7 separate regions of the Mus musculus genome follow, and regions 1, 2, 3, 5, 6 and 7 are each linked to region 4. The links are chromatin contacts, called in public ChIA-PET, Hi-C, HiChIP or PLAC-seq and promoter capture Hi-C maps. All regions are on one chromosome and are shown on one strand. The core of a region is the stretch at or near the end of the contact, and the rest is flanking DNA. Distances in the headings are between cores, read along the strand shown.

Region 1 (3,819 bases), core at 792-3,291, 410 kb before region 4:
GGCCAGGCCAGCTAGGACTTAAAGACAGATATTCAATTGCATCTAAAAGGAAAGAAAATGAAAATCTAAGTAGTAAAATGATGGAGAACACACACAAGACTTTCTTCTTCTATAAACTACCTACTCTCACTATGTTCTTTGATTTAATGGCAAATGTCTTCAAAGTTACTGAATGTACTGTGGGATTGTGTTTGCTTTATGTTTCTGGATTTGGAAAGCAGACAACTGCTCCTGGTAAAAATTGAGGTAATGTCAGAAGATACCTTGAGGGACACTTGGCTCCTGGGAATGACAGAGCTCACCTTTGATCCTGGACAGCATCAAGTACCTAACAAATATTGTTGTTGATTTTAATGATTATTTTATTTGCATGTGGGAGGGTTTGCCAGTGAGTGCTGGAAGAGGGTGTTGGGTCCTTTGGAACTGGAGTTCCATCCAGGTGACTCTATGTTGCTGGATGTCAGTGTTAGAAACTGAACTCTGGTTCTCTGGAAAAGCAAGAAACAATCTTAGCCACTAAGCTGTCTCTCTCATCCCTAAAATAGTTAAACACAGACACAGACACAGACAGACACACAGACACACACACACACACACACACACACACACACACACACACACGCACAATCTTGTTTGTTCTTACAAGACTCTGAGCACCAGCCAAAGTGAAGTTTGATTTTCTATAGGCAGATTAGAGATGTAAAATATAATGAACTACCAGGATAGCTATATTCTTTGAGAAGCTTCACCTTTTTACTAAAATATAATATGGCAACAATGATTGCTATCCATGAAGGCCTGCTAAGATCCATGATCTCTGAACACATTAAATACACAGTATTATAAAGACCGTGGTATATGGAGGCTCTTGGTTCTGCTCCCTGCTTCCTAGTTTATGAGTCGCACAGCTCCAGGAATGAAATGCAACCTGTATAGTGTAGTTTCTTTGTTGGTGAGATAGTGATGTTGGTAACAACAGACTGATGAAGAGGGAAGGAGGGCTGATGGAGATAAATCATGGAAAACACTATGCCAAGGCATCTGGAGTATTTGTCCTTAATAGAATCACCTAAGAAGGACGGAAAGAAGGGAAAGAGAAGGATGAAGGGAGAGATGAAGAACTGGAGAGATGGGGGGAGAAGGAGAGAGAGAACCACAGCTTTTGAATCTACCCTGTGATGCCACAGCCTACGGTATTCAGTGAAGGGAAAAGGGAAGTAAGGTGCCTTAGTTAGGGTTCCCGTTGCCTTGAAGAGACACCATGACCAAAAGCAACTCTTATAAAGGACAACATTTAATTAGGGCTGGCTTACAGGTTCAGAGGTTCAGTCCATTTAGGCAGGCATGGTGCTGGAGGAGCTGAGAGTTCTACATCTTTATCCGAAGGCAGCCAGGAGAAGACTGACTCCCAGGCAGCTAGGAGGAGGGTCTCAAAGCCCACCACCACATTTATTCCAACAAGGCCACATTTCCAAACATATTCAAATCACCATAGAAGGGAGGGAGCGACGGAGGGAGGGAGGGAGGGACAGAAGGAGAGAGGGAGGGAGGGAGGGGGAGAGAGGAGAAAAAGAGGGAGAGAAGAAGGGAGCCATAGATTTTGAATCCATTATACTATTTGCCAGGTTCTGTGTGGCTGATTCATGCAATATTCTTATGGGAGCTAAACCAGCCTGGCTCCTTGGTGACTCAGGGTGCCACCACTCCTGTGCCTACCTTACTGTGTGATCATTGTCAGTATGCAGCTTTCTTTCTCTCTAGCCCAGAAGTAAAGACCACAGAGGCATGGCTAATCCTCATCTTTTTTTTTTTTTTTTTTTTACCTCCAATCTATTGTTCAACTCTTGGCCCGTAGTAGCACTTACCAAACATTTGTAAAATGAGTCAGTGAGAGAATAAAGCATCTTGCCTTGGGCCAGACCTGCTTTCTTCTAAATGATAAATGATTGACAGGAAGGCCACTGGCAGTTCCTAAGACAAATCAGGATGAAGCCACTACAGAGAACCTCCTCTTGGGGCTGAAGGCTAGGGGCTCACTTGGCTGGTCCGGCTGCCAGATGGAAACCACATGAGCAGCAATTTACATTGTGTTCTTCTTACACGGAGAGAATCAAGACAGCCTGGCTCCTGCCATCTTATGAGCAATTCTGCCCCAATACACTGGCTACTGTTCTTTCTAGTGAGTAGCAACACTCCCACCCCACCCCCACATATCAATAAACAGCTACAGAGTCAAATTAGTACTGTTTACTGTCAAATTACGATGGAAAGTGATCCTTTATGTTCTTTGTTTATGGCGTCTGTACAGCCTGCCCCAAGCCCGGGACTCTCAAAATGTGAGCGGACAGCTTCTGACGGTGGATGCCGCACTAGATCAAACCGAACACAGATTTTGTTTGTCTTCCACAATAAACTATCTTTTCAGGTTCACGGGCTCAGAATCATGGCTATCATGTTTCACCAGCTGTTTTTTATTCCTCTGTTAATTTTACAGTTGGGGCTTTGAGAAGGAGGGCTCTGTCTTTGTTCTGCGTCTATGGTGCTGGTTCCGTGCCAGGGGAGCAGAGTATTGCAAGAGGTTTGGGAAGGCAAGGTAGAGGAGCAGGGAGTGTTTGTGATTTGATCGCATGGAGAGCAGTGTTCTGAAAACTTACCATGATAAACAGTGTTTATTGTTAGAACCTGAACATTAGCTAAATAATAATGTTTTCAAAGCCCACTCGTATGCTGAGGACTAATTTCCCTCCCAAGCACTTCACCGTTTGCATATTTTATAAACAAACTCTTGAGTATATTCCTCTAAGTTGCTTTCTTAAAGTGTTCTACAAGGTAGAAGTTGGTCACGTGTCATCAGGAACCATTTGCACCTGTACTGACATGAGTCCTCTTGTCATTCCATGAGGGATCTGGATATAGAACTTGCTTGTAAATTAGTACATTATTCAACTGTCGACATCTTCCCTATCTCATTCATCTGCCTGTTGTTGGAAGGAGTCTTCCAAATGATCTCAATATGGTCCAGACCTTCTCCTGGTGAATGTGCTGTGTGAGCCCAGTTACCTTCTCAACAAAAGGAGTGAACCTGTGTGGATGCCACTCCTTGGGAGCAGCAGAGTTCTTGGTTTTGTATGTTTTTTTTTTTTTATGTCTACACGTGTATGTCTATAGGTGTGCGCAATGTGCACAAGAGTGTCAATGTCTCTGGAGACCAGAACAGGACATCAAAATAAGACCCCCTGGAGCTGGAGTCACTGGAGTTACAGGTAGTTGGGAGTCACACTGGGGTTACAGGTAGTGGGGAGCCACCCGACATGGGCTCTGGGACCTGGACCAGCTCCTCTACAAGAACTGCAGCATTGTTATCAGCTGAGAAATCTCTTCAGCCTTGATAGGTGTTTCTTTTTGTTTTGTTTTGTTTTGTTTTGTTTTTCATAATTACACACCAGTCTTAGGGCAGTTTAGACAAGATCCCACTCAGAAGCCGCATCACATTCACAACTCTACAATTTTTTGTTTTGTTTTTAATTGGTTATTTTAGTTATTTCCATTACAAATGTTATTTCCCCTTCCCAGTTTCCCCTCCGCAAACTCCCTATCCCCTCCCTCTCCCCCCCCCCCCGGTTCTGAGGGTGCTCCCCCACCCACCCACCTCAATGCCCTGGCATTCCTCTATGCTGGGGCATGGATTCTTCACAGGACCTAGGGCTTCCCCTTCCATTGATGCCAGATAAGGCCATCCTCTGCTACATATGCAGCTGGAGCCATGGGTCCCTCCATGTGTATCGTAGCCTTGGGTTGGAGGTTTAGTCCCTGGGAGAT
Region 2 (3,962 bases), core at 1,107-3,606, 420 kb after region 4:
TAAAACCTTCTGGAACACACCCTCCCATGTCTTTTTAGCTACTACTTACTTTCAACATCCAAAGCCACTCTTGTAATAAACTCTAGGATGATGTCACATTCACAAAAGAGCTAATTCCTGCTGAGCCCACGGAGGAAGAGCAGGATGAAGGCCCAGCATCTCTGCTTTTCCTCTGTGCTATCTCCTTGACTTTGGCACAACCTTCTGCTTGATTCTGCATGGTTATCTCGAAGGAGTGTCTGTCCACCTGACCTACCTCATTTCCCTTCAAGACTGAAGACACAAAAAATAAGTCACTGCTTATTAAACACTTGTAAGTCCAGAAGCATCAAGTCTTGCAGGAAAGACCACCTTGCCTCGGATGAGGGCAATTATATATGGTGAGTGACTACACCCTGGAACAGATCATCTTGCAGGAACCACATTGGTTCCCTTGGAAGGACAATGTCAGTAATGAGTAAAGTAATAATTTATGGGGCTATGGCCCCATAATTTATAGTATATATAATTTACAGTACTATGGCTGAGGCCATAAAAGATGAGACCACAGCTTGACAAGAACCAATTAATACCTCTTGTCCTGGTCCCATTATTCCTCTACTTAAAACTCACATCAGCACCCAAAGATGACTTAGAGATTATTGGATTCCCTTTCTTTATTCTTCCTCCAAATGAGTTGATTATTATATGTGTTAACAGTGTGTTTCATTGTTAGTGTGGCGTTGGGACAGATGGTTAAGCCTAGTTTGTTAGACCTGCTAGCACTGAAGCTTTGGTTACATCTATTTGAAGGCACTTGTCAGGCAAGATATCAAAAACACAATCTGTATAATTGTTGAGTGTTTTGTAATAATTTATCCCTAAGCACTTAACAGTTTTGGAGGTTCAGTCTTAGCTGAGAGGTTGGCCCAAGGCCCACTGCAGAGTCATTAGGAAGTCAACTTGGGCTAATGTCATAAGAAGGCTTGACCAGGGGAGAGGATGGCTCGCTCCCCTCAGGCTGAGATGAACATCGTCAGACATGGTGATGTCCTTGGAGCATGTGATAAAGGGGACCTAACGTTATATTCTATCGAGGATTATTCTGGTTGCTATGTAAATAACAGGCTGCAGGAGAGACCAAGGAGACTGAAACTTGTAGGCACCAGATGATGGGAGGCTTAGACCAGAGAGAGAGCAGCAAAAGTCCAGAGAAATGCTGGGATTGTGACTATGCAATCGATATTTTGAAGACAACACCTGGTAAGATACGCTGATGAAGACAGTATTTATTTTCTCTCAGAAAAACCAAGAAAAGAAATCTAATCTGTATTTTATGAAACCAAAGATGCATGTATGGTCTATGGTGTGTATGGTGCATGGTACACGGATGTGTCTGTGTCCGTGTGCACGCGTGTAGAGACCAAAACTTGATGTCCTGTATCTTCCTCAGCCTTTCCCCTACCCCCTTATTTTTCGACCCAGGATTTTTCCACTGAGGTTAGGAATCTGGCAAGACCAGCTTGCCAACAGATTTTAGAATTTCTGGTACATGGCCCCATGCCTGGCTCTCTTCCCCGAGTGTTGGAACTACACACTCAGGTATCCACACTTGCAAGGCCTGCACTTGATTGCCTGAACCATATCACAGTCCCTTGATCCAAGTACTGTATTAACATGTTTTGTGGCATGTTGGGGAATTGAACCCAGGGAACTAGACCATGGAAGATAAGTGCTATACCACTGAGTTACAGTGCAGCCAGAAAACTTGGTTTTGACCTGAACAAATTGGAGAGAAAAATCACCATTGACCAAGATGGCCACCATCTGCAATGACTTAGGAACATATTATCAGTATTTTACGAGGGGGGAAAGTGAGATTTTTTTTTTTTTTTTTTTTTTTGGAATGCTTAAATAATTTGCTGGAGGTCTCCAGGATAGTAAGTGATGTGGCCTGACGGGTTTCTGACTACTGTGCTCTGTTTTCTGTTGAGCCAAGAATAGTACTAGATGGGATGCCTTGTCAACACCCTTTCCTCGAAGCTACTGGCAGATAGCTGGGTCGCTTCCAGATGGTTGGCTCAGTGGTAGGGGCAGGGCCTCTGAGGGTATACTCATCCCTACTCTACCAGATGGGCCCCCGGGTGCTCACTGCCTAGGCCACTGACACCCCCCTCCCCCGTAGGCCTCCAGCGAGGGTCTAGAGTCACGTGACACCGAGCAGTCCACGGAGAAGGTGGAAGTCAGGGAAACCTGTGCCCCACATGCCACCAGACTGGCCTGCTCTCCAGCTGGCAACTGTTAGCACCGCCACATGGGCCAGCAAACCGGCTACCGGCTTTGTTGTCTGCGATGCCAACAGCAGGAGTCTGAAGCATGAAGTCCGGGCCCCTGGGACAGCCATTGCTGTAGCTACCCACATCTGGACTGCCTAGGGCGACAGAGTTCAGCACTCCCCGGGTCTGGATTCCTTTAGAAGCCGGCTTGCTTCTAAAAGTTTTCTGCTTTTTCTCTGACTCCATCCCCACCCCCACCCCTTAAGCTACATTCCAGGTCCTGAGGAGAAAAATTTGAGTGACGCCCCAGGAGGGAGAGATTCTCTTCGGAAGCTGATATCTCTGTACTCCCTCTCTTTACAGTGCAGAGGGATGACACCATTTCCTTCTTTTTTCTTCTATTTTCTTCTCCTCTGCTGGAGGAAAGGATCTCGTGAGTGTCCCTACACCCCTGAAGCAGTGATTTGTTTTGCCTCACATTAGAGGAAAGCAATGTAAAGGTGAACCCAAGGAATACTGCAGCCATATTTACAGAGACTTTGGCTCACCGGAACCTGATGGTGAGGAGTGTTGGGGTTTCCTGTTAATCTCAGAAGGGCTCTTGGGTGTCAGTACTGGTTTCACTACTAATACAAAACTCGAAAGAGATTCAAAGGGAGATTCTAACCAACAACAAACAGGGCTGAGGCCCACATACTTAGAGACACTGAGACACAAAATTTCTGCAGGGCAAAGTCAAGCCTTACACAGAGTGGGGGGAGGCGGGCCAGCCAGGATGTTTTGACAAAACAAAGCTAGCATCCGTGATGATCTGATGAGACTCAGGTCCCATGATGGTCGGGAGAAGGAAGGAATTGCTACCAGCTTGAAACTCTTTGCCAGTGCGTGAGTACGTGCGTGCGTGCGTGCGTGCGTGCGTGCGTGCGTGCATGTTTGAATTGGGGTGTGCATTGCTATTCTGCACATGTGGAAGACGGGTGTCCTCCCCTCCCACCTTGTCTGAGACAGAGTGTCTCGCTTTTGCTGCAGTGCACACCAGGCTAGCGGGCCTTCGCGCTTCCTGGGAGTCTCTTGTCTCCGCCTCCTGTCTGCATAGGAGCCCTGAAGCTGCAGATGCAGTCTACCACACTCAGCTTTGCATGGGCTCTGGAGATTCAAACCCAGGTCCCCAAACTCACACGACAAGCCCCTTACCCACTGAGGCATCTCCTCAGCTCCCATCAGCTTTATATTTGAGAAGGCGTCTCACAATGGTGTGGAATCTCTAATTCTCGGCTAGCCATGCTGCCCAGTAGGTTCAGGCATCTGCCAGGCTTTGTCTTCCTAATGATGGGATTACTAGCTCATGCTACCATGTTTTATGGGCTCTTGGAGTTGAACTCAGGTTCTTGCACTTACAAGACAAGTGCTTTACTCATTAGATCATCTGCCCGGCCTCTCAAGCAAGAATTTCACAAACAGTAGTTTAATATAATGTATGTGTCCATGTGCCTGGGGCATTGTCTTAAATATATACTGCTCCTTTGGAAACACAAAGAGGAAATTAGTTGACAAGTCATCAAAAGTATGTTATAAGAGAATATATTGTAATGTAGGGTCATGGGTGTCTTAGGTTGGCAAATGAGAAAACAAGATATAATAAAGAGAGGTATTTCAGAAAATAAAAACTGCATTTAAAATCAACAACAGTATGACAAAAACAAACAA
Region 3 (3,609 bases), core at 26-2,525, 460 kb after region 4:
CCAACAGCGGGAAGTGTGGGGTTGATTCTATTGACAATAAGAGGCCACTAAACACTCCGAAGCAGAAAATGGCATTATTTGAATTGCATCTTGAGCCTCAAGGAAGCTGTGTGGAGGGGTGAGTGGTGGCAAGGCAGGAAAGATAGTGATGTGAAAAGCTGGAGAACCATATGACAGAGGCTTCCACACTGAAGATACTGGGCTGCCTATGGCCCCTAGCTACCCAGGACTTGCGGTGGAGACGTGGGAAACTTGCATCCTGAGGAAATGCACTGCTCCTGAGATGAGAAGATACTGATCACTACAGATCTCCTTTGAGATGCGTTCAATATGCATTCATGCCTTAGATTTGTTTCAATAGAAGCCTCTGGTTGGGTCTGCGATAAAATATCTAAAAAGACACCATGTAGTACTAACCTTAAGACATACTGAGTCAGGGGTCTCCAATCTTGGGACATCCAGACACAATTTGTCATTTACAAATGTGTTGGGCCGCGTGACATTTGTAGCTATCCTGCAAAGCTTATGGCTTACAGGTTGGACAAGCATAAGGGTGAGCCCCAAACACTCACTTTAACATCTGCTGAGGCAGAGGAATCCCTGAGGGAATGAAGGCCTGCGTGAATGTTGAGAGTGACCCTTTGGGGATTCTCGAGGGCACAAGAGAGCAGACACTCCTCTGGACAGCTCTTCACAGCCATCTGCTGATGTGCCTGAGGTATGGGGCTACAGGTTCAGAGGGAGAGCAAGAACTAGCCCAGAGCCCACTGCTGGAACCTATCATTATCGCCAATTCCTCAGTTTCCATGGTTTGAGCCTAGCAACGTCCCATATGCCTTTGGAATACACACCGCTCTCGTCTGCATGGAAGTCCTGCATATTTTAGAGAAATCTGTAACGGATTTGGGAGATCTGCCTGCCCCGAAGGAACTTTGTCACAAAGTTCTGTATTTTCACATTCTTGTTGAAACCACTGATGTGTCTGCCTCCCGGGCTCAGCACGCTCCCGCCCCACCAATCAGGGCCTCTGCACACACATCAAGCTGTTATGGAGTGGATGCCAAAGGCAGCAACTGGTTATCTCCAAAATAATTTCCATCTTCCATGGGGCCATGTGCTGCAGGGGAATGGTTAGGAGAAGATACACTGTCAGTTAGAACGGCTTGTTTTCTTTCAGAAGCTGGGCTTTAGAAACCCGATATCAGCAGCACGCTCACGGTAACTGTGTCCCCCAGAGGCGGTCCAGCTCCTCTGAGTTGGCCCAGAGGCTCCCAGATGAACTGCTTCCATCATTCAAATGAAAACCCCAAATGCCTTCAGCCCCCACCCTTCCCCTCTGGGTTGAAATTCTGTGTATTTCAGGGAAATTTTACCCATCTGTTTCAGATTCGTTTAGTTCACCTCATCATGATATTTGTTTTGTAAAAGAGAGATTCAACAAGAACAAAATTGTTTTGAAGGTCCTTAAAGAGAAAGGCTCCCGTCTCCTCGTTGTACATGCAGGCTGGAGAAAGGACCCAGGCAGCTAAAATAATCAAATGCTAGTCAAATGAGAAGCTAAGGTGGTAGGGATGGAAATTGAAATGGGGGGGTGGGGGGGGGGCTGGGGATGTAGTCCTGCTAGGTAAAATGCCTGTCTAACATTCCTGACACCCTGGGTTTGATCTCCAGCACTGCATACATTAGTGTGGTCACTCACTGTCTGTAAACCCATTGCTCAGGCTCTCAATTGGAAGTTCAGGGCCATCCTCAGCTAAGTAGTGAGTTTGAGGCTAGCCTGGGATACACACAAGACTGCATAAAAGGAGAAGGAGTCTGGAAGAGGAGGAGGGTTTTTAGAATCTGTACCTCCCCCAATTAGAACAGGTACCTCCCTCCCCCGATTCTGCCAAGTCCCCACTGTGGAACAAGACACTGTAGGCTCCCTTCAGTTAGGGAAAGGAGACAGAAGACACTTTCCAGGTGGCCATCTGGAGCTACGTGGGATGGAGAACAGGCTGAGGGTAGTCCTGGCAGATGGGTCAATTATACCAGCTGAGGGCAATCCACGGAAACACTCAATCCATACTCCAAAAGACTATCTGAAATAGTGGCTTCAGAGTGGATGTCCTGCCTCGGGTCAGGAAGGTCCTGGGGCTCCATATCGGGTCCAGCCGCCCACAGGCATAGCACAGGAAAGGCCAAAGGCTTTCTCAAGTTGGGAGTGCATATGCCCAGCCAGGACCTCACCGCCCTGAAAGCAAGCCTCAGGGGCATAGCCGTGGGCACTGCTGACAAAGGTTAATTTGGGAGGAAGGCACTTATACCTTGGTGGTCCCAGGGAGAGGCCGGTCAAGCCAGCCACCCGGAACCCAGCCATGTGTGAAAGCAAGAGGGTGCTGGCTTTCACTGCTCATTTCCACGGTGGTCAGGGGGTCCTCTCGTGTCAACGGGCCTCACTGTTTGCTGCATCTGGCTGTGGCCAAAACCCAGGGATGAGGGTCCAGCCCCTGCCACCGTCAGCGCCTCTGGCAGAGGCGTGTGGAGGAAACACCAGCACTGGGGCCTGGCAGGCGCCATCTGAGAATGATTAGAGGCTGTCTTGTATCCGGGGCCTCTGTAAACCATCCATCAGGAAGGCAGGGAGGAAAACACAACTCTCTTTCCCTTTTTATTTATTTATCCTCTGCTTTGTTTATAGTGACAGCGGTCACAGGTTCCCTGAAAGGAAATCACTAGAAATTACAGGGTGTTTGGTTAGGCTCTTTAAAAATTAATTTCCTCTCTCTCACTCTCTCTCTCTCTCTCTCTCTCTCTCTCTCCCCCCCCCCCCCCCCGCGAAACTGATTGGCTCTCATTCTTGTCCACCAACTCACCCTTTCTGAGGGGGGAAGACATCTCTTTTGATTTGTCCTTAATGTGGAAAATGTTGGCAGCTCTGCAGTGTGACTGGAAAGGGTCTGAGAAGCTCAGACCTGGTAAAGCTTTCTGGGGCCTTCCAGAACCCAGGAGACCATCTCTAAGAAATATAGCCATAGTTGACGGGCTTGCCCACAGCCTAGGGAACCCTCAGATCCAAGCCCTTTTCCTTGGAACTAGACTTACAGATATTCTGAGGTGCTGTTGAGCTTGGAATCGAACCACAGTCCTCTGGAAGAGAAGCCAGCACTCTTGAGCCACGGAGCCATCTCTCTCTGTTACTGTTTCTTTGCTCTGGGACTCAAGTCCCTGGAGACTTTAGCAGGTGCCCTGGAACTCAGATCAGTGCACGTTACGGTATGCCACTCCATAGTTGAGTTCCCAAGTCCTCTGCGATGACAAAATGTGCATCTCCCCTCAGTCTATTTATGTGTGTCTATGTGTGCTTGAGTAAATCTATGCACAGCACGTGAGTGCAGTTGCCCGTGCTGGCCAGAAGAGAGAGCTGGATCCCCTGGAACTGGAGATATAGGAGGTTGTGAGCCACAATATAGGTGCAGGGGAACTGAATTCCAGACCTGCAAGAGCAGTCAGTGCTAGTAACCGCTAAGCCTTCTCACCAGCCCTGGTTTCTATTTTAAACATGCTGTTCTTACTCTCTACTCTGAGATGCCATTGCAGACTGGCACCCTTCCCCGCCCATCTCTTCCC
Region 4 (4,110 bases), core at 1,038-3,537:
ACCAACCGAAGTTGCTCCACAGGATTCCCTTTTCCTCCCAGGCAAAATGAGGGGGGGGGGGGAAGCAGCCTAAGCCTTGCTCCCCTTCCCCGACGCTCATCACTCCCGCACTCGGGGGCGCAGAGCCCCGAACCCCCCGCAACTCCCTGCTCCTGCCTGGCCCTGATAGAAGCCGAAACCCCGGCGGCCCCGCCTTCCTCCAAGTAACGGGAACCAGTGCCGGCCGAGGAGGGCGCGAATGTCCCGTCTGTCCCCGCTCTCCCGCGTCCATCCCCAAGTTTACTGAGCACTCTCAACCTACGCTCCTCGATTGGCACCTCATCTCGCCCCAGGCGCAAGCGCCCTCCGGTGCTGGCACCCTGCAGGCAACCGGGCCAAGCCGGGGAGCAGCCGGGAGTGCCAAACGGCAACCAATCCGGGAAAGGGACACCTAGTTCGGGGTAGAGGCCTGCGTCTGCAAAGGGGAAAGCGGGAAGGAGCGCACAGAATCCCGGAGAGGAGAGGCCGGGATGCCCGTGTGGAGTGAGGAGACCCCGGGAGAAGGGGGCGGGAGGAAGCTTGCAGCTCACAGTGGGCGCCTCGGGGCGTCTGGGGGCCCAGGAGTCTCACAGCAGGGAAAGAGGCAAGAACCGCGCCTGGAAGACTGAAGGATGAAGAAGCAAGGGAACCTAGGCTTACATGGTAGTGGGCGCACAGGTGAGAAGGGGGATCTGCTCGCGGTGGCCGCTGCGGGGTATGTAGATCAGAGCCACCTCGGTCCCCTGAGTGGAGCCACCAAGGCTGGAGTCTTGGAGGACACCCATGGGCACCGAGACCACGGCGGGAAGGTTCCATGGGGCCGGGCCAGGATCTGGGGGTGACCAGTCTCTTACCTTGAAGGCCACGGGCAGGGTCTTGTTGCACCGCCAGTGCGAGGGCAGCACGGAGCACAGGAAGTTGGGACTGTCGGTGCGGACCAGTTCGGCCGGGTGGTCCGCGATGATCTCCACCATGGTGCGGTTGTCGTGCGGCGGCCTCAATCGGGGCACTGCGGCCGCCGCCGCTGCTGCCGCCGCCGCTGCCGCCGCTGCTGCTGCGGCCGCCTCCTGCTGCTGCTGCTGCTGCTGCTGTTGTTGCTGTTGCTGTTGTTGCTGCTGCTGTTGCTGCTGCTGCTGCTGCTGTTGCTGCTGCTGCGCAGCCACCACCGGGCTCACGTCGCTCATCTTGCCGGGCTGCAGGCTGCTGGAGGGGGGGCTGAAGCGCCGGCTGGTGCTCGGATCTACAGGAATACGCATCACAACAGCCACAAGTTAGCGAAGTGGCCGGGGGAGGGGGAGGAGGGTGGAAATGGGGGGCGAGGAGGAGGAAATCGAGGGGGTGGAGGCGAGACGGGGGCGGAAAGAGGATGGAGGTGACGGGACAGAGGAGGTGAGAAATCAAGTTCGAGGAAGCCGTGTGCCGGGCGGAGTCTGCTGGGGGCCGGCGACTGGAGACCGGACAGAGTCGGGGTAGCGGGTGGGGACACCCGAGAGGCGCGGATCTCCACCGGGAGGCTTGGGAGTCCCTGGCGGTGGCTGCAACGAGCGGGACGCGGGGGCGTGTTTGGCCCAGCCGCCGCAAGGGACTTGAAGTTAACAGCTTGCAGTAGGGGCCCCTTGGGGCACCGTGTCCTGGGTGCGCTGGCGCCCCGCTCCGGGTTCCAGTACGGTAGTGGAGCCCCGCAGGTTCAGCAGTCCATCTCGGCGGTGCGTGTGGCTCCTCGCTGTCCGCCACCGCCAAGCAGAGCGCGGCTGCCCAGCTCGCGGCGCCGTCGCTTGCCCGCGCCGCCTCCTCCGCCTCCTCCTCCGAGGCCGCTGCGCGCTCCCCGCGCCGGCAGCGCGCTCCGAGTCCTCCGGCCGCCGAGTCCTTCCTTTCCCCGGCTTCTCCTCTCGCCCTCTCCTTCGCCGCCGTCTAGCTCGCAGCCTCGTCTCTCCTGCTCTTTGCAAAGTGCCCCGGGCCCCCCTCGCGTTTCAAGGTGCCGGGAGGTAAGTGGGGGCGGGGGGAGAGCGGATCTCGGGGCGACAGATCTGGAGCCTGCGGATCGCAGCCGCTGCCGCCGCCCGCCGGCCGCTAGAAGCGCCGCTGCGCTCGCTCGGCGCCCGAAGCTGTAGGGAGGAGGTCCCCGCCTAGGACATCGCCGCCTGCGTCCTCGGCTCCCCACTTCACCCTCAGGACCGGGAACCACTTCTCGGTCTGACGACGCTAAAGCTGAGAAGCGGGAGAGCCTCAGGCTGCTCCGACTGGCGTTAATTTTTCGTTGTTAACTTCAGGAGAGGAGGAAGGGAAATTCTCAAGTCTCCACGTTGACTTCTGAGCACTCTTCACCCTGCCCCCAACCCCACCCCACATTGGTTGGGGCGGGGGGCAGGTTTTTACAGGCTTCGGGAGTGCCCCCCCTTAGGTGACACCAAAATGGGTGACAGGAGTGTTTGTCAAAATAGTTTTAGAAACTCTAACGGATGTCTGGACACTTTTCTTATATATTCCTTCTTGTCATTATTGGAGAATAAGGATGGGTTGCTTTTTTAATAAAAAGAACTAAAAAATGACAGCTTGGTAATTAAAATAAGTTGTAAGTTGATAAAATGCTTGCTGGGAAAGGGGGAATACACAGCGGTTATCCATTCATTTCCCAATCTTTTATTAAGTGTAGTCTTCGTCTCAGACTAAGTCTAGTGTCTAACTGTCTTTCTAGCCACTCCCCACTTTGGGGGGTTAAAAATAAAAAGTTTAAAAAAAAGTTCAGTAATTATTTATTTATGTTTTTGTTTCCCGGCGTTATGGGGGGAGGCGATTTTGGAATCCCCAAAAGATTGTGGTTGAGAGATGAAGGAGTGCGGGGAGCGGCAGCAGTTTTGTTTTTTTTTTGTTTGTTTTTTTTTTTTTTGTTTGTTTTTTTACCTAAAATGTGGTTTTTGGAGGCTGGGATTTCTAATGATTAGGTTTTTGTGGTTTATATAGACACGACTCAAACTGAGGCGATCATTATACTGATGGGAATCAGAAGCACGTGGGTGTCTCCGACCAGCCTCAAATTCTGAGCCTTCAAAACAAATCAAACAACGTGCGGCGGCGCCCACAGAAGCCGGGAAATCCGCCGGAGGCTGATACACCCCAAGAACCAGGCAGAAGCAATATCGGGCTGGCTCACCTCTCAGCGTGATGTTCTGTTATATGTCTTGCCTAACCTATTATTTTAAAACTTCCAACGCTTCCAAATAGAATCATTTTACCAAAATCCCCGGCGATTCGTAACAAGGTAGTTGACGCAACTGTGATTTGGTGAAATCAATGAAAAATTGGGAGTCGTCCCCTAGGAGGACTAAAGAAGAGGGCTAGCTGGGTAACATTTCTCACCATCCGTCTTATTTAAAGCTCTTCACGTAGCCATTAATTTGGGGCTTTTACTGCTGGGGTGCAAATGCCTTCCAAATTCAGCAAGGGACCTGTCATGACCCTCCCTAGCGCAGTTGCCACTCTCTGACCTTCCCTCCCCGCGCGCCCAGCAGGGCCCAGAAAAGGTACCCGGAGCGCGCAAAAGAGGTTGTTTGCGCCTCTTTGCAACTCGAGACTAGAAAATACAAAAAGTGGATCGCTGTGCTCAGATGGTCTGGGGACCCGTGCTCCTGTGCCTGAGAGGCGCTCTGGGGGTTGAGGAGTGGACAGAGTTGAGTGTGACTGCTTGCTCTCTCACAGGCTAGGGATGATACTGGGGAGCACTCCTGTGCCCTCCCCCTTTGAGTCACTGCTTCTGCCTCCCCTTTCTGCTTGCACCACTTACAACTATGCAAACCCCCCCCCCCCCCGCCGCCGCCGCCGCCGCCCACGTCCCATGTCGGTCTTTCCTTGTCTCTTGCTCTCTTTCCGGATTCTTCCACCAGTCCTCCCTCAGACTTGAGTCACCTCCCTGAGCCACTCAGTCTCCCTCTTCTTCCACTGCCCGCTCCTCTATGCCACTACCTGTGGCGCCCACATCTCCCACCCGACTTCCTCGTAGCTGGTGGCCTCTGTGTCCCTAGCGCTCACTCCCGATATACATTACAGGTGGAGCGAGTTACTGAGCTGTCTCCTAAGGGTGCTACTTTAAATATC
Region 5 (3,650 bases), core at 415-2,914, 440 kb before region 4:
CAAATTTCCCTGAAATTATATACAGTTATACAAATTAAGGGGGAAAAGGAAAGAGTTTTTTTCTGGTAATGTACATCTAAACAAACAACACACACATAAGCATGTGCATACTCATGTGGCTGTACATGTGTATTTGTATGTATGCATGTATATTGAAGTGTTCACATGTGTATATGTACACACATGTGGACATGTACATGTATATATGTGTGTATAAGTATGTGTAAGTGCACAAATGTATACTCACATATGCACGTGTATTTTGTACACAAGAATATATGTATATGTGAGTGGACATATGCACATATGTATGTGCACATATATACAAGAGTATGTATATGTGTTTGTACATTTGTATGCATATGTATGTATGCATACAGTGTGTGGATGTGCTCATATGTACACATGTGTATTGAAATGTGCATGTACAAGTATATGTGTATGCTCATATGTGTGGATGTGAATGTGTATATGCACATGAAAACCATGCAAACATGTGTTTGTATACAATTATGAATGTACATGTGTATATAACTGCATATGTGTACATGTGTAACTTTGTTTACACATATATGCATGAGTATGTATATATCTGCACATTTGTAATGTGTATATGTATACTATGTATGTATGTTTGTGTACATGTATATGCATGTTCATATGTATTCATGTGATTTATATATGCACATATGTGTGCACACATGTGCATGTACATGCAAATATATGTGCACACAAGTTCACCTGTGTATTTATATTTGTACATGTGGGCATATTTAAGCGAATATGTCTACATATGAGTGTATGTGTACTCACATATGTTTGTGTGTACACAAGTGTTTGTGTGTGCATTTGTATGCCTGCACACATACATTTATATATGTGTGTACATGTGCACATGTATATGTGTGAATTTGTATATGTATATGCACATGTAAATATGTGTGTGTGTGTGTGTGTGTGTGGGCTCACACAAATAAATATACATGAATGCATATGTGACCACGTGTATATATCCAAATGTTTGCACACACAGATACACATACATTTGTACACACAGAGATACATACATATGTATATGTCTGCACACAATAGACAGACACATAAATATGTGCACGCTCACAAATACATACACATGCACATGTGTGTATGAACATAAATGTGAATATTTGTGCATGTATGTTCACATACACATGTGCGTGTGTGCATATACACTTAAGCGTACACATGTACAATCCTGCACATATACTTGTGGACACATCTACAAATATACATGGCCACATGTGCTCACATTCATACACACATATGCATATACACATGCATGCACACCTGTGTGCACACACATACATATGTGCATTTGTGTGCATATAATATACATGTGCATTTGTGTACATCCATCCATATACACGCCACATGCCACAGACATGAGTCTAACGGAGCTGCTGATCTTCTATGTGGAATCCAGCTGAGCTCATCTCTGCCTGGTGAGCAGGTAGGTGCCTTCCTTTCTAGTCACCTGAGGGTGAGGGCTCGCTGTGGTGGGAAGGCTCTCTTCAGCCAAAATGCTCTGTGATTTTGCAAAGGGATCAGGGCAGCCAGAGGGAAAGCCCACGTCTGTCGGTTAAGCTTTTCCACTAGTTGCCTTTACCTTTATGAATGCTGTTAGGATTGGGGCTTTAGCATACATAGCTTTAAATCAGTAATATCCTTCACGGTTCTTTGATTTGTTGGCTCCATATGTAACCTCTTGGCCCACTAAATTGGCTCCGACTCAAATCCTGTTGCTTTTCGACTTTCAGCTTTTATTTTAGTTGAAAAAGAAGGTGCATGGCACCAAAAAAGGAGCAAGGGGAAGCAAAGGAAAAGAAAGGTAAGGGAGAGATGCAAATGGAAGACTTTACTGCTGAGCTTCTGAAATGTGGAACTCATTGTCTGCACTGGCTTTGGGGCAGGAAAAAAAAAAGGAAAAAAAGAAAAGAAACCAGGAGTCTGGATTTCTCCTTGCACCCATCCCTGCCCCCCACAACCATTTTCCTTTTGTAAAATTGAAGCTGAAGCTAGCAGCTCACATCTCGCTCTTGAATGTCACCGGCTCTGCCGCTATTATTCTGATTTTTCTGGGCAACGCCCATTGGGTCTCTGCTGCAGCTCAATTAAGCCAGCCCTGCTCCTCTTGGATCTGGCCTGACAGCTGCATTGAATTTGGGCTCATGGGGTGATTTATTGGGTCTGCTGAGGTTCAGCCCCATGATTTAGTAGGGAAAAAAAAGAGAAAAACGTGGAATGCACCAAAAAGTAATATATGCATTATTATTAATAATAATAATAAAGATAAATGTCAGCCCCAAGTGACTCTGGTGGCCCCTGCCACTCCATTTAACATTTTAGCAGTGGCATGTGGCCCATGCATGGCACTTGATTCTGTCTGGTGCCTTCAAAAAGGCTAAGAAAAGGTTATTTGTCAAATGCTGGGTTGGAGTTGGGGGAGGTATTTTCCAAGCTCTAGGTCAGACCAGCCCAGCTGCATTCCTGTCCCTGTCATTGAAGGGGCTGAACTTTGTCACATTATTAAGCTGTCAGCAAGGCCAGGGCGTTGTTTAGATTTCTGGTGGGAACTCCTCACACATGCTCTGGGGCTCCATAGGGATTTTATCAACACCATTGTAAAACATGCACAAATGAGCTGTGCTGGAGTTGCCCTGGGAAGACCAGGCTCCCTCTGCCTCATCAGGAAAGAATGGAAATACCAGAGCTAGACTCTTGTACCACCCACGAGCGAGCGGGCATCCTCCCAGCTGTCCCTGCAGGCATCACCACACAGCAGGTCCCTTGCTCTGTCTGGCACTTATCCCTGGGTGTTAATGGCGACATAGACACCTTTGGCCTTGACCATGTTACATTGCCCTTACAGTAGCTCTTCCCCAACTCCTCGGGGCCAAATGGTCTCATCTTGTTAGACATGGAGGCTGAGAAATCTGAATTTGTCAAGAACGGTGGCATGCCGGATTTCCACAACGAAGGTCTCTGCTCAAAGGGAATCGAAAGGAACAGCCGTGCCACATAGCTTTCGGCAGGGACTCCAGGGAAGGGCTACAGCATATCAGGCTTTCCACTGGCCTTCAAACACTCGACTCATACTCAGGCCAAACTGCGTCAACCTAGAACAAGTACTGGAAGTGAGGTGTAGGGAGAGGAACAAGGTTAAAGACGAGTAGTGACGGCGACACCTGCAATGCACTGTATATTGCATTTCTCGTTGCTGTGACGAAATATTTGACAATATGTGACTCACAGATAGGAACATCGCTATTGGCTCACATTCGGAAAGTGCAATGCACCATAGGAGGAAGGTGCAGTTGGTCAATGTTGGCTTAAGGACAATTCTGCTAGGCTCCGCCCAATAGCTACTTAGCCACAGCTTTCGTCATCACTGCCTACCTGCCCTGGAAGCCAGGTGCAACAGCAAGGTTGTACAAGAGGACAACTTGTTACCCCACCTCTTCTCTTCTCTTCTCTTCTCTTCTCTTCTCTTCTCTTCTCTTCTCTTCTCTTCTCTTCTCTTCTCTTCTCTTCTCTTCTCTTCTCTCCTCTCCTCTCCTCTCCTCTCCTCTCCTCTCCTCTCCTCTCCTCTCCTCTCCTCTCCTCTCCTCTCC
Region 6 (3,750 bases), core at 845-3,344, 480 kb after region 4:
ACCAGAAAAGCTCTCTGTGACCACACTGTCACCTCCTGTGGGGCGAGGGGGGGAGGCGACAGAGGCACTGCACCACCTGCTCAACTATGGAGAGGGATTTATTGAAGTGTTCAGTAAACAGTAGGCCAGACCCTACCCATGTGGAAAGAGTCAAATTCTACCCAGCTTGCTAGTTTGTGGGTACCTGGGACTCAGTGCTACTCAAAGAAACCCTGCTATGTCTGGAAGCTCCCCTGCCTTGCAGAGAGGGCACAGAGTACTGCCTGAGCAGGACATGGGCCATGCTCCCAGCAGTCTTTGCACCTGCAGCACCATGATTTAGTGAGGGCTGTCAGGGATTATAGAGTGGCGAACCCGCTAGCATCCGCAGGGCTCTCATGAATGGGGCCTTGTGCTCGGCTCCCTCTTGCTTCGTGTTTCTTGGAGCCAGCACAAAGGGAGCTATTTTGGGACAGGGTCTAATATTTGACTGTTGCAGGATGAAAATAGTGGGCCTTGAGTTTATTAATTTTGTAACTTTCTTTTTCTGTCTCTTCTTCCTGCCTCACCTCACCCCCTGCCACTCCCACTCTGGGCACCCTGATCCAGGCGGTGCCCTTACCTGTGGCTGGCCCTGCTTCCTCAGCTGTGTGTGAGTCACCGCTCCCTCAGTACCTGTAGCTACAAATCCCGGATGAACGGTCACCGGAAGCCCCAGCCTGTGAATCCAGGGCTGTGGGCCAACTTCTGAGCCCCATGAGCCAGGCAGATTTAGCATCCGACTCACAACCGAATCCTTCTTGATCCCAGTTAATTTTCTGAGGGCAGTCTTAATGGGGGTGGGGTTGGGGCTTCTGGGTTAGTGGTATTCAGGAGTGTTGCAAACATTTTATCTAGAAAAGAAAATGGTGGCCTGGAGAGACAGTTGCTTTCCGTTGAGGGTATATTGGTCACCATGCAAAGGGAAGCCCTCTTGGTTGGGAAAAGGGTACCTAGTGGGCTAGCCTCTGGCCTGTAAACAGGATTCTCTTTGTACAGTAATCATTCCTGTCATTACCAAGCAAGGCTTCATTCCCCACAGCCCGGACAAATGCAGAGCCCTTCGCCACCCACGAAAGAAGCTACTAGTAATTTTCAGCATTTTTTAAAAAAAGATTTATTTTATATTTAAATACTTGCCTGTGCCTGTGGAAGCCAGACATGTTGGATCCCCTGGAGCTAGCGTTACAGGTGACCGTGAGCTGCCTAAAGTGGGCACTTGCAACCAAACTCAGGTCTTCTGTGCTATCTCTCTGGTCCCAGGGTTCTGCCATGTTTTAACATCCCTCTACACCCTTCACAGCAGTCTGGAGCAGAGCTGTGAATCTCACAGGATTGTTCGACACAGGCAGAAGGAGGAAAAAAAAGCCTATCGTGAATTAAACTTTCCCCAACACTAACTCCCTCCCCGCACTATAAGGGATCATGTTGTTGGCAACACACAGATTCTGAGCCCTCTGAAGGAACACTGTAAGTAGACGGAAAAATACAAGGATGGGTCCCTGGAGGTGCCCAGGTAGAAGTGTTGAGTTTTGATGTTCACCAAACAGTACTGGGCAAGGCAGCCTTCAACAAAGTAGGCCTTTGTGGCTGTGTAACACTGCTCTGAACCGAATTTACCACAGACCACAGGGACAGGCAACTCAGAGGCATGGGGAAGAAGCAACACAGGAGCCCTGCTCTTTGGTGCCCTTCCATAGGTGGTGGCTACTAAGATGGGCGTCCGGACTGACCCTAGAAAGCCCCAGGGAGACACTTCCTGGAGCTGGCTTAGGAGCTTTGTCGCTGGGGGGCTGGTGTGTTGGGGGTGGTGTTGAGTGTGAGGAGAGCACACTTGTGGCTTAGCTTCCTGGTGATTGCTACAGAGGGAACTGAGTTGACTATAGTGTCCCATAAGTCAGCCATCCCAGAAATCTGAGGGTAAATATAGCTGCAGACTCACCAACCCTGGCTGTCCAACCACCCAGTGGATGGGAATAAGGGCTGGAAATGCTGAGTTTCGTGGTCTCCTCTTCCTTCCGGTGGTGGGAGGTTCTCAGAATAAGAAGATCTGGGCTTTGGATTTCCCCCAAGGGTTTCTCAGTACTTCCTGGCCCTGCCGACTCAGCCTCCTCGGGGTTTGAGCACCTCTCAAGGAGACCATGGAGTCTGAGAGGGGGTCAAGAGCAGCCAGTGGCATGGGGCTCAGTGACCACTGAGAGCAGGCACTGGTTAGCCACATCCCATGCACACAACATCCTGTCATCAATGGCACAAGGCCTCAGCCTGGATCTGCCTGGGCCGCTTTCTACTCATCCTATGCTTTTCTCTTTCCTGACTGAGGCTTTCACCCCACATTTTTCCTTTCCTGCCCTGGTAGGGAGCTGCCAAGTCCATGCATGGTCCAGGTCCCCCTCCTGGGGTGTCAGCCCATGCACCCTCCATCTGACCAGAACCATGAGTCACTGCACCAGACTTCCCAGGTTTGTCTGGTATGGTTTTTGCACAAATGTTCTGGGAAATGTGAGAACATGGGCCTTCTCCATTGATGGCAGAAAGCTGCGCTACCTTAGACTGGGATAAAGACACATTTGCGCCAAATGCAAATCTAAGTTCTAGAACTTGCCCAAGGGAGGAAACTGCCCAGCCCAGTGTTCATACAATAGACTCACTGAGGCTAACAAAGTGGGGAGGGTCATGGTGATGTGTGTCTATAAGCCCAACACTAGGGAGGTAGAGATTCAAGAGTTCAAGGCCAGCCTGAACTGTTTGAGATTGTCTTTAAAAAAAAGATTAGAATGATAAAGGAGCTGGGTGTGTTGGCACACTCTTGTAATGCCAACTTCAGAGTGAAGCCGATCTCATGTCAGCAACCAAGGACAGACTCACATTTGAATCGAAGATGTGGGCAGCTCTACGTAGCCTTGCTCACAGGAGAATACAACTGGAATGCACTCCTATTGAGGAGACAGAGCCTGCAGAAGCAGAAAGCAGCCCTCATCCTTCAATAGACTGCTCAGGAAAGAGCTGAGATCAACCCAGTTCCTTCCAAGTAAGAAGGAAGGAGGGAGAGAGAGACAGCCCACTTCCCTAGATCATGGGCGTCCTCTGCCAGACTCTTGCTAACAAGTTTTGGGGAAGAAAATAAAACAGCAGCAACAACAAACAACAACAACAAACCAGTGTTAGGAAAAAAATAAATCCCACTTGGAACCTTGAGCTTCATTCATTCAGGCCCAATTAGAAACCGCACCTCTGCAGCCAAGTCAAACCGTCACATCCCATGGCAATCTTGTCTTAGTCACCGTCTGTCCCTCCAGAGAAGCCAATAAAACAATGACAGGAATTCAGCGATAATCTCTCCCTATAGCTTTTATTTCCCGAGTTTTCCAGAATTCTCCCTTGTGAGATATCCAAGTCTGTGCTCTCCTTATCCCTGAGCCCGACCAAGGCAGCCCAAAAGGCTTTCCATATATGTCAGTCTCCCCCTGCCTGATTCTATTATGCAGATCAAAGCTCCAGAACTGAATCCTGGGGTTTTGTGTCAGCGTCAGCAAGATCAAAAGGTCCTTGGAAGTGAGCAACCCCAAGGAGCTGCGGGCCAACCATGCTCCATATAGGCCTCTGGCATTTCCCCACCACCACAACTAGATAACTGGCCCAGTGTACAGGAAGGGGCTTAGAGCCCATGCCATCCAAATCAGAGCCTTGTTTACTTTCCCGGCTTCAACTGTCTCTACCAAGTCCTGACAG
Region 7 (4,046 bases), core at 1,279-3,778, 400 kb after region 4:
GAAGGACGGAAAGAAACCCAACAGGAGGGTGATGTGGTGTCCTGGGTGTGACCCAGGAATGGAAGAAAGAAATCAGAGAGAAGTTGGGAAGATCTAAACAAAGCTGGTGTGAGGCGATAGAAGTGTCTGCGTTGGTTGAGTCACTGCAAATAAGTGATAACCAACCGCATTGGTCCAATCAAAGTTGCTCATACACAGAAGAATGGTTTAGGTTGTGTGTGGGGGATTGTATACTGACTACAGTTTTCCATGACTATAAAACTGTTATAAAACTTAATGAAAAATCTATTTGGGTGATACTTTTATTTTTTCTCTGATTTTCACTCCCCCTGTAATACCCTGTAACCAATAATGATACACATGACTAGCTATTATTAATTAACTCATGTTAGCAGTAAAGAAATGGGAAAGTGGAGAAAATTTTAAAAAATGTAAATTGTTCCACACCTAAGTAAATAGGCTGAATTTAAGTGAAGAAGAAATACTTATAAACTCTACCACCAGCAACCATTGATTGGTCCAATGGTTATCTCTAGTACTGATCAGCCCATAAGCCAACCCATATTGCCTTTGATACTGGGCCTTCTTGCCTGGAGGGTGAGCCTGCCTATTTACACTTTAGCATCTTGTACAGTGAGTATTTTTTTCCCTGATTAAGAAACCACCCCAGGCCTGGGGAGATGGCTCAGCAATTAAGGACACCTGCTGAGTTCAGTTCCCAGCACCCATGTTCAATCATTGCTTACAGCATCCTATAGCTCCAGGTTCCGGGGGGGGGGGGGGGGGTCTAACATCCTCTTCTGAACTCCTTGATACGCTGGATAGTTCTGTTAGCTTGGCACACAAACCAGAGTTATCTGAAGGGAGGAACCTCAATTGAGAAAATGCCTCCTTAAGATCCAGCTGTAAGGCATTTTCTTAATTAGTGATTGATGGGGGAGGACCTAGGCCATTGTGGGTGGTTCCATCCCTTGGTTGGTAGTCCTCCGTCCTATAAGAAAGCAAGCTGAGCAAAGGCCTCTGTATCAGCTACTGCCTCCAGGTCCCTGTTTGTTTGAGTTCCCGTCCTGGCTTCCTTTGGTGATAAATAGCAATGTGGAAGTGTAAGCCGAATAAACCCTTTCCTCCCCAACTTCATGGTGTTTTGTCACAGCAATAGAAACCCAAACTAAGTAAGATGCTTGAGTACCTGCATGTACATGCAAGTGTGTGCGCACACACACACACACACACACACACACACACAGGCGCGCACTCAAATAAAAATAAAACAAATCTTTCAAGGAAACTACCCCCAGAATTTCCTGAGTTAACACATGATTCACTACGTCTCATAATTCTGGAGTCAGGATTCCTACAGGCCTTGACTAGCTAACTCTGCTCCACTTGCCTTCACTGGGCAATGATGCACCCAGCACACATCCTAGGTCGGCCAAATAGGTCCAAAAGACTGTCGTCGTTTAAGTGGTGCCTTGGTGGCCCCCTCTATGTGGCCTTTTTCCTTGCTTATGTCAAGCTTGGCTTTCTCTCGGTATAGTGAACTCAAAGTGATTTGACTTCAAATCCAACTGCCTCCCAAGAAGAGGAAGCAGAAACATCCATGCCTCTTTGGACTTGTCTCAGGTGCCCCACAACCTCTCTTCTGCTATATTTTGCAGAGAGCTGGTCATACACCAATCCAGATTAAGGAAAACAGAAATAAAGAAGCTGTGGATGAGATGGACAGCAGAGTTTGTAGTCATCTTCGATTCACAAGGTGAGCTGTAGAAATCTCTGCTTCCTGTCCAAATTAGCTTTAGCTATCAACTTGACACAGCCTAGAATCAGCTGCAAAGAGTCTCCAGTGAGGGGTTGTGCTGATCAGATTAGTCTGTGGACCAGTCTGGCGGGGATTGTCTTGACTGTTAATTAATACCAGAGGGCCCAGCCCACTGTGGGCAACACCATTCCCTGTACAGGTGGTCCTGCACTACATACAAAAGCTAGTTAAGGATAAGCAGCCAGCCCTTGGCCAGCAAGCAGGCTTCTTCCACGGTTCATGCTGCTTTTCTTTGGCTGTGAATTCATTCCTTGGCCAGAGGCAATGCTGGGTGGAATAGCAAGCAGGCCTCCCTTCAAGTTCCTGCTTTGGGCTCCTGCCTTGATTTCTCTTACCTTGAACTATGACCTGTAAACAGAAATAAACCCTTTACTCCTCTAAGTTGCTTTTGGTCCTGGTGTTGGTCACGGTGACAAATGAACTAGAAACGTTCCTCTGGGTTTGAAACGTTAATTCCCAGGCTTGGAAGTGCTCTATCCTAAGTAACTCTGTTCAGATCTTCTGACTCCGCATGTTAATAAGTAATGCTTGGAAACCAGCCCCTCTGCGCCTGTACCAGTTCTTGATGTTGTCAGCCTTTTGATCACTTCTACTTCAGTGCAGGAGCCTGCCCATTGCATTCATTTGTATTTTTGAGTACCACCGAAGTAGACCATGTCTCATGTGTTCATTGGCCCAGAGTCCATGTCCCTTTCTGAATTGCTTAATCACGGCCTTTGCCCATTCTCCTCTTGGATTGTTTCTCATTTGAATGTTGGTGTTCTTATGAAATCTGGGTCATTAAAGTTTAATTGACCTCAGACAACCCTGACAGGTTTTTTTTACATATTATGAATTATTCCTGTTTTTAAAAATATTATGAATTATGCTGGTCCGGAAAAAATTATCATTTTTCCACTCACATATTCTTTTTTAAAAAACATTTATCTATTTATTATATGCAAGTACACTTTAGTTGTCTTCAGACACTCCAGAAGAGGGCATCAGATCTCATTACGGATGGTTGTGAGCCACCATGTGGTTGCTGGGATTTGAACTCAAGACCTTCAGAAGAGCAGTCAGTGCTCTTAACTGCTGAGCCATCTCTCCAGCCCCCCACTCACATATTCTTGATTCCTCTAAATCATGTCACCTTTTTCAGTTTGTGTCTTAGTCAGGGTTTCTATTCCTGCACAAACATCATGACCAAGAAGCAAGTTGGGGAGGAAAGGGTTTATTCGGCTTACATTTCCATACTGCTGTTGGTCACCAAAGGATGCAGGACTGGAACTCAAGCAGGTCAGAAAGCAGGAGCTGATGCAGAGGCCATGGAGGGATGTTCTTTACTGGCTTGCCTCCCCTGGCTTGCTCAGCCTGCTTTTTTATAGAACCCAAGACTACCAGCCCAGAGATGGTCCCACCCACAAGGGGCCTTTCCCCTTTGGTCACTAATTGAGAAAATGCCTTACAGTTGGATCTCATGGAGGCATTTCCTCAACTGAAGCTCCTTTCTCTGTGGTAACCCCAGCTGTGTCAAGTTGACACAAAACTAGCCAGTACAATTGACCCCTTGTCAACTTGACACACAAACACATCACTAGTAAGCCTCAACCCTTAAAATCTTATTCATCCCCAATATCTAAATAACTTTAAAAGTCCCACAGTCTTTACATATTCTTAAAATTTCAAACTCTTTAAAATGTCCATCTCTTTTAAAATCCAAAGTCTTTTTACAATTAAAAGTCTCTTAACTGTGGGCTCCACTAAAACAGTTTCTTCCTTCAAGAGGGAAAATATCAGGGCACAGTCACAATCAAAAGCAAAAGTCAATCTCTAACCGTCCAATGTCTGGGATCCAACTCACGATCTTCTGGGCTCCTCCAAGGGCTTGGGTCACTTCTCCAGCCAGGCCCTTTGTAGCACAGACGTCATCCTCTAGGCTCCAGATGCCTGTACTCCACTGCTGCTGCTGCTCTTGGTGGTCATCTCATGGTACTGGCATCTCCAAAACACTGCATGACCCCTTCAGTCCTGGGCCTTCAATTTCAACTGAGGCTGCACCTTCACCAATGGCCTTCCATAGCCTCTCACAGTGCCAAGCCTCAGCTGCTTTGTGTGACCCCTTCATGCCTTCAAAACCAGTACCACCTGGGTGACCCTTACATATTACCAAGTCCTGCTGCAGCAAGAGTACAACCTTGGCCATCTCTGGAACACAGCCTCTTTGTGCTTTCAGAAAACACTTCCC

What was found. Promoter capture Hi-C pulls out the DNA fragments that hold promoters and counts their contacts. A called contact is a pair of places that touch in the nucleus more often than the background predicts. ChIA-PET counts read pairs in DNA pulled down with a chosen protein or histone mark. HiChIP or PLAC-seq counts read pairs in DNA pulled down with a chosen protein or histone mark.
Region 1: an H3K4me3 HiChIP or PLAC-seq map of craniofacial prominence shows a contact between it and region 4, with 4 times the contacts expected there. The contact joins the enhancer-like site here to the promoter of Runx2 in region 4. A contact is called at or near these places in 2 of 39 promoter capture datasets (cranial neural crest and maxillary cranial neural crest), 13 of 115 datasets of contacts at active chromatin or transcription factors (the NIH/3T3 cell line, SST interneurons, acute myeloid leukemia and 8 more) and 1 of 9 other capture datasets (embryonic stem cells).
Region 2: an H3K4me3 HiChIP or PLAC-seq map of embryonic limb bud shows a contact between it and region 4, with 4 times the contacts expected there. The contact joins the enhancer-like site here to the promoter of Runx2 in region 4. A contact is called at or near these places in 5 of 39 promoter capture datasets (cranial neural crest, frontonasal cranial neural crest, hippocampal neurons and 2 more), 1 of 15 datasets of contacts at CTCF or cohesin (pro-B cells), 9 of 115 datasets of contacts at active chromatin or transcription factors (craniofacial prominence, embryonic forebrain, embryonic limb bud and 4 more) and 1 of 9 other capture datasets (embryonic stem cells).
Region 3: a promoter capture Hi-C map of maxillary cranial neural crest shows a contact between it and region 4. The contact joins the enhancer-like site here to the promoter of Runx2 in region 4. A contact is called at or near these places in 3 of 39 promoter capture datasets (cranial neural crest, maxillary cranial neural crest and second pharyngeal arch cranial neural crest), 1 of 484 Hi-C or Micro-C datasets (myeloid progenitors), 4 of 115 datasets of contacts at active chromatin or transcription factors (acute myeloid leukemia, craniofacial prominence, embryonic limb bud and 1 more) and 1 of 9 other capture datasets (embryonic stem cells).
Region 5: an H3K4me3 HiChIP or PLAC-seq map of craniofacial prominence shows a contact between it and region 4, with 4 times the contacts expected there. The contact joins the enhancer-like site here to the promoter of Runx2 in region 4. A contact is called at or near these places in 5 of 39 promoter capture datasets (the HPC-7 cell line, cranial neural crest, frontonasal cranial neural crest and 2 more), 1 of 15 datasets of contacts at CTCF or cohesin (large pre-B cells), 2 of 484 Hi-C or Micro-C datasets (large pre-B cells and stem cell-derived neural stem cells), 12 of 115 datasets of contacts at active chromatin or transcription factors (SST interneurons, acute myeloid leukemia, craniofacial prominence and 9 more) and 1 of 9 other capture datasets (adipose tissue).
Region 6: an RNA polymerase II ChIA-PET map of memory CD8 T cells shows a contact between it and region 4, with 15 read pairs. The contact joins the enhancer-like site here to the promoter of Runx2 in region 4. A contact is called at or near these places in 1 of 39 promoter capture datasets (cranial neural crest), 2 of 15 datasets of contacts at CTCF or cohesin (large pre-B cells and pro-B cells), 7 of 484 Hi-C or Micro-C datasets (embryonic stem cells and myeloid progenitors), 18 of 115 datasets of contacts at active chromatin or transcription factors (CD8 T cells, acute myeloid leukemia, bone marrow-derived macrophages and 10 more) and 1 of 9 other capture datasets (embryonic stem cells).
Region 7: a contact with region 4 is called in a Hi-C map of liver, with 3 times the contacts expected there. The contact joins the enhancer-like site here to the promoter of Runx2 in region 4. A contact is called at or near these places in 4 of 39 promoter capture datasets (cranial neural crest, hippocampal neurons, liver and 1 more), 1 of 484 Hi-C or Micro-C datasets (liver), 7 of 115 datasets of contacts at active chromatin or transcription factors (bone marrow-derived macrophages, craniofacial prominence, embryonic limb bud and 3 more) and 1 of 9 other capture datasets (embryonic stem cells).

The regions. Positions count from the first base shown.
Region 1 is chr17:44,325,755-44,329,573 of GRCm38.p6, forward strand. No RefSeq gene overlaps it. Among named protein-coding and RNA genes, the nearest start is that of Clic5, 140 kb to the left of the region's middle. Within about 2 kb of position 2,042, at least 21 of the 459 cell types and tissues checked have an H3K27ac peak or open chromatin away from gene starts, as enhancers often do. A contact at or near this core is called in craniofacial prominence, where this site is marked.
Region 2 is chr17:45,156,210-45,160,171 of GRCm38.p6, forward strand. Gm35097 (a long non-coding RNA gene) reads left to right here. Exons shown (of 3, transcript XR_385591.4): 2 at 2,619-2,815. Among named protein-coding and RNA genes, the nearest start is that of Gm35097, 11 kb to the left of the region's middle. Within about 2 kb of position 2,357, at least 21 of the 459 cell types and tissues checked have an H3K27ac peak or open chromatin away from gene starts, as enhancers often do. A contact at or near this core is called in craniofacial prominence, embryonic limb bud and second pharyngeal arch cranial neural crest, where this site is marked.
Region 3 is chr17:45,192,591-45,196,199 of GRCm38.p6, forward strand. No RefSeq gene overlaps it. Among named protein-coding and RNA genes, the nearest start is that of Gm35097, 47 kb to the left of the region's middle. Within about 2 kb of position 1,276, at least 15 of the 459 cell types and tissues checked have an H3K27ac peak or open chromatin away from gene starts, as enhancers often do.
Region 4 is chr17:44,734,361-44,738,470 of GRCm38.p6, forward strand. Runx2 (runt related transcription factor 2) reads right to left here and starts at 2,288. Exons shown (of 7, transcript NM_001145920.2): 1 at 873-2,288. The coding sequence starts at 1,274. RefSeq lists a promoter at 2,043-4,110 and a cis regulatory region at 3,179-3,187.
Region 5 is chr17:44,298,282-44,301,931 of GRCm38.p6, forward strand. No RefSeq gene overlaps it. Among named protein-coding and RNA genes, the nearest start is that of Clic5, 110 kb to the left of the region's middle. Within about 2 kb of position 1,665, at least 26 of the 459 cell types and tissues checked have an H3K27ac peak or open chromatin away from gene starts, as enhancers often do. A contact at or near this core is called in craniofacial prominence and embryonic limb bud, where this site is marked.
Region 6 is chr17:45,215,202-45,218,951 of GRCm38.p6, forward strand. No RefSeq gene overlaps it. Among named protein-coding and RNA genes, the nearest start is that of Gm41582, 46 kb to the right of the region's middle. Within about 2 kb of position 2,095, at least 23 of the 459 cell types and tissues checked have an H3K27ac peak or open chromatin away from gene starts, as enhancers often do. A contact at or near this core is called in CD8 T cells and memory CD8 T cells, where this site is marked.
Region 7 is chr17:45,131,668-45,135,713 of GRCm38.p6, forward strand. No RefSeq gene overlaps it. Among named protein-coding and RNA genes, the nearest start is that of Gm35097, 14 kb to the right of the region's middle. Within about 2 kb of position 2,529, at least 5 of the 459 cell types and tissues checked have an H3K27ac peak or open chromatin away from gene starts, as enhancers often do. A contact at or near this core is called in liver, where this site is marked.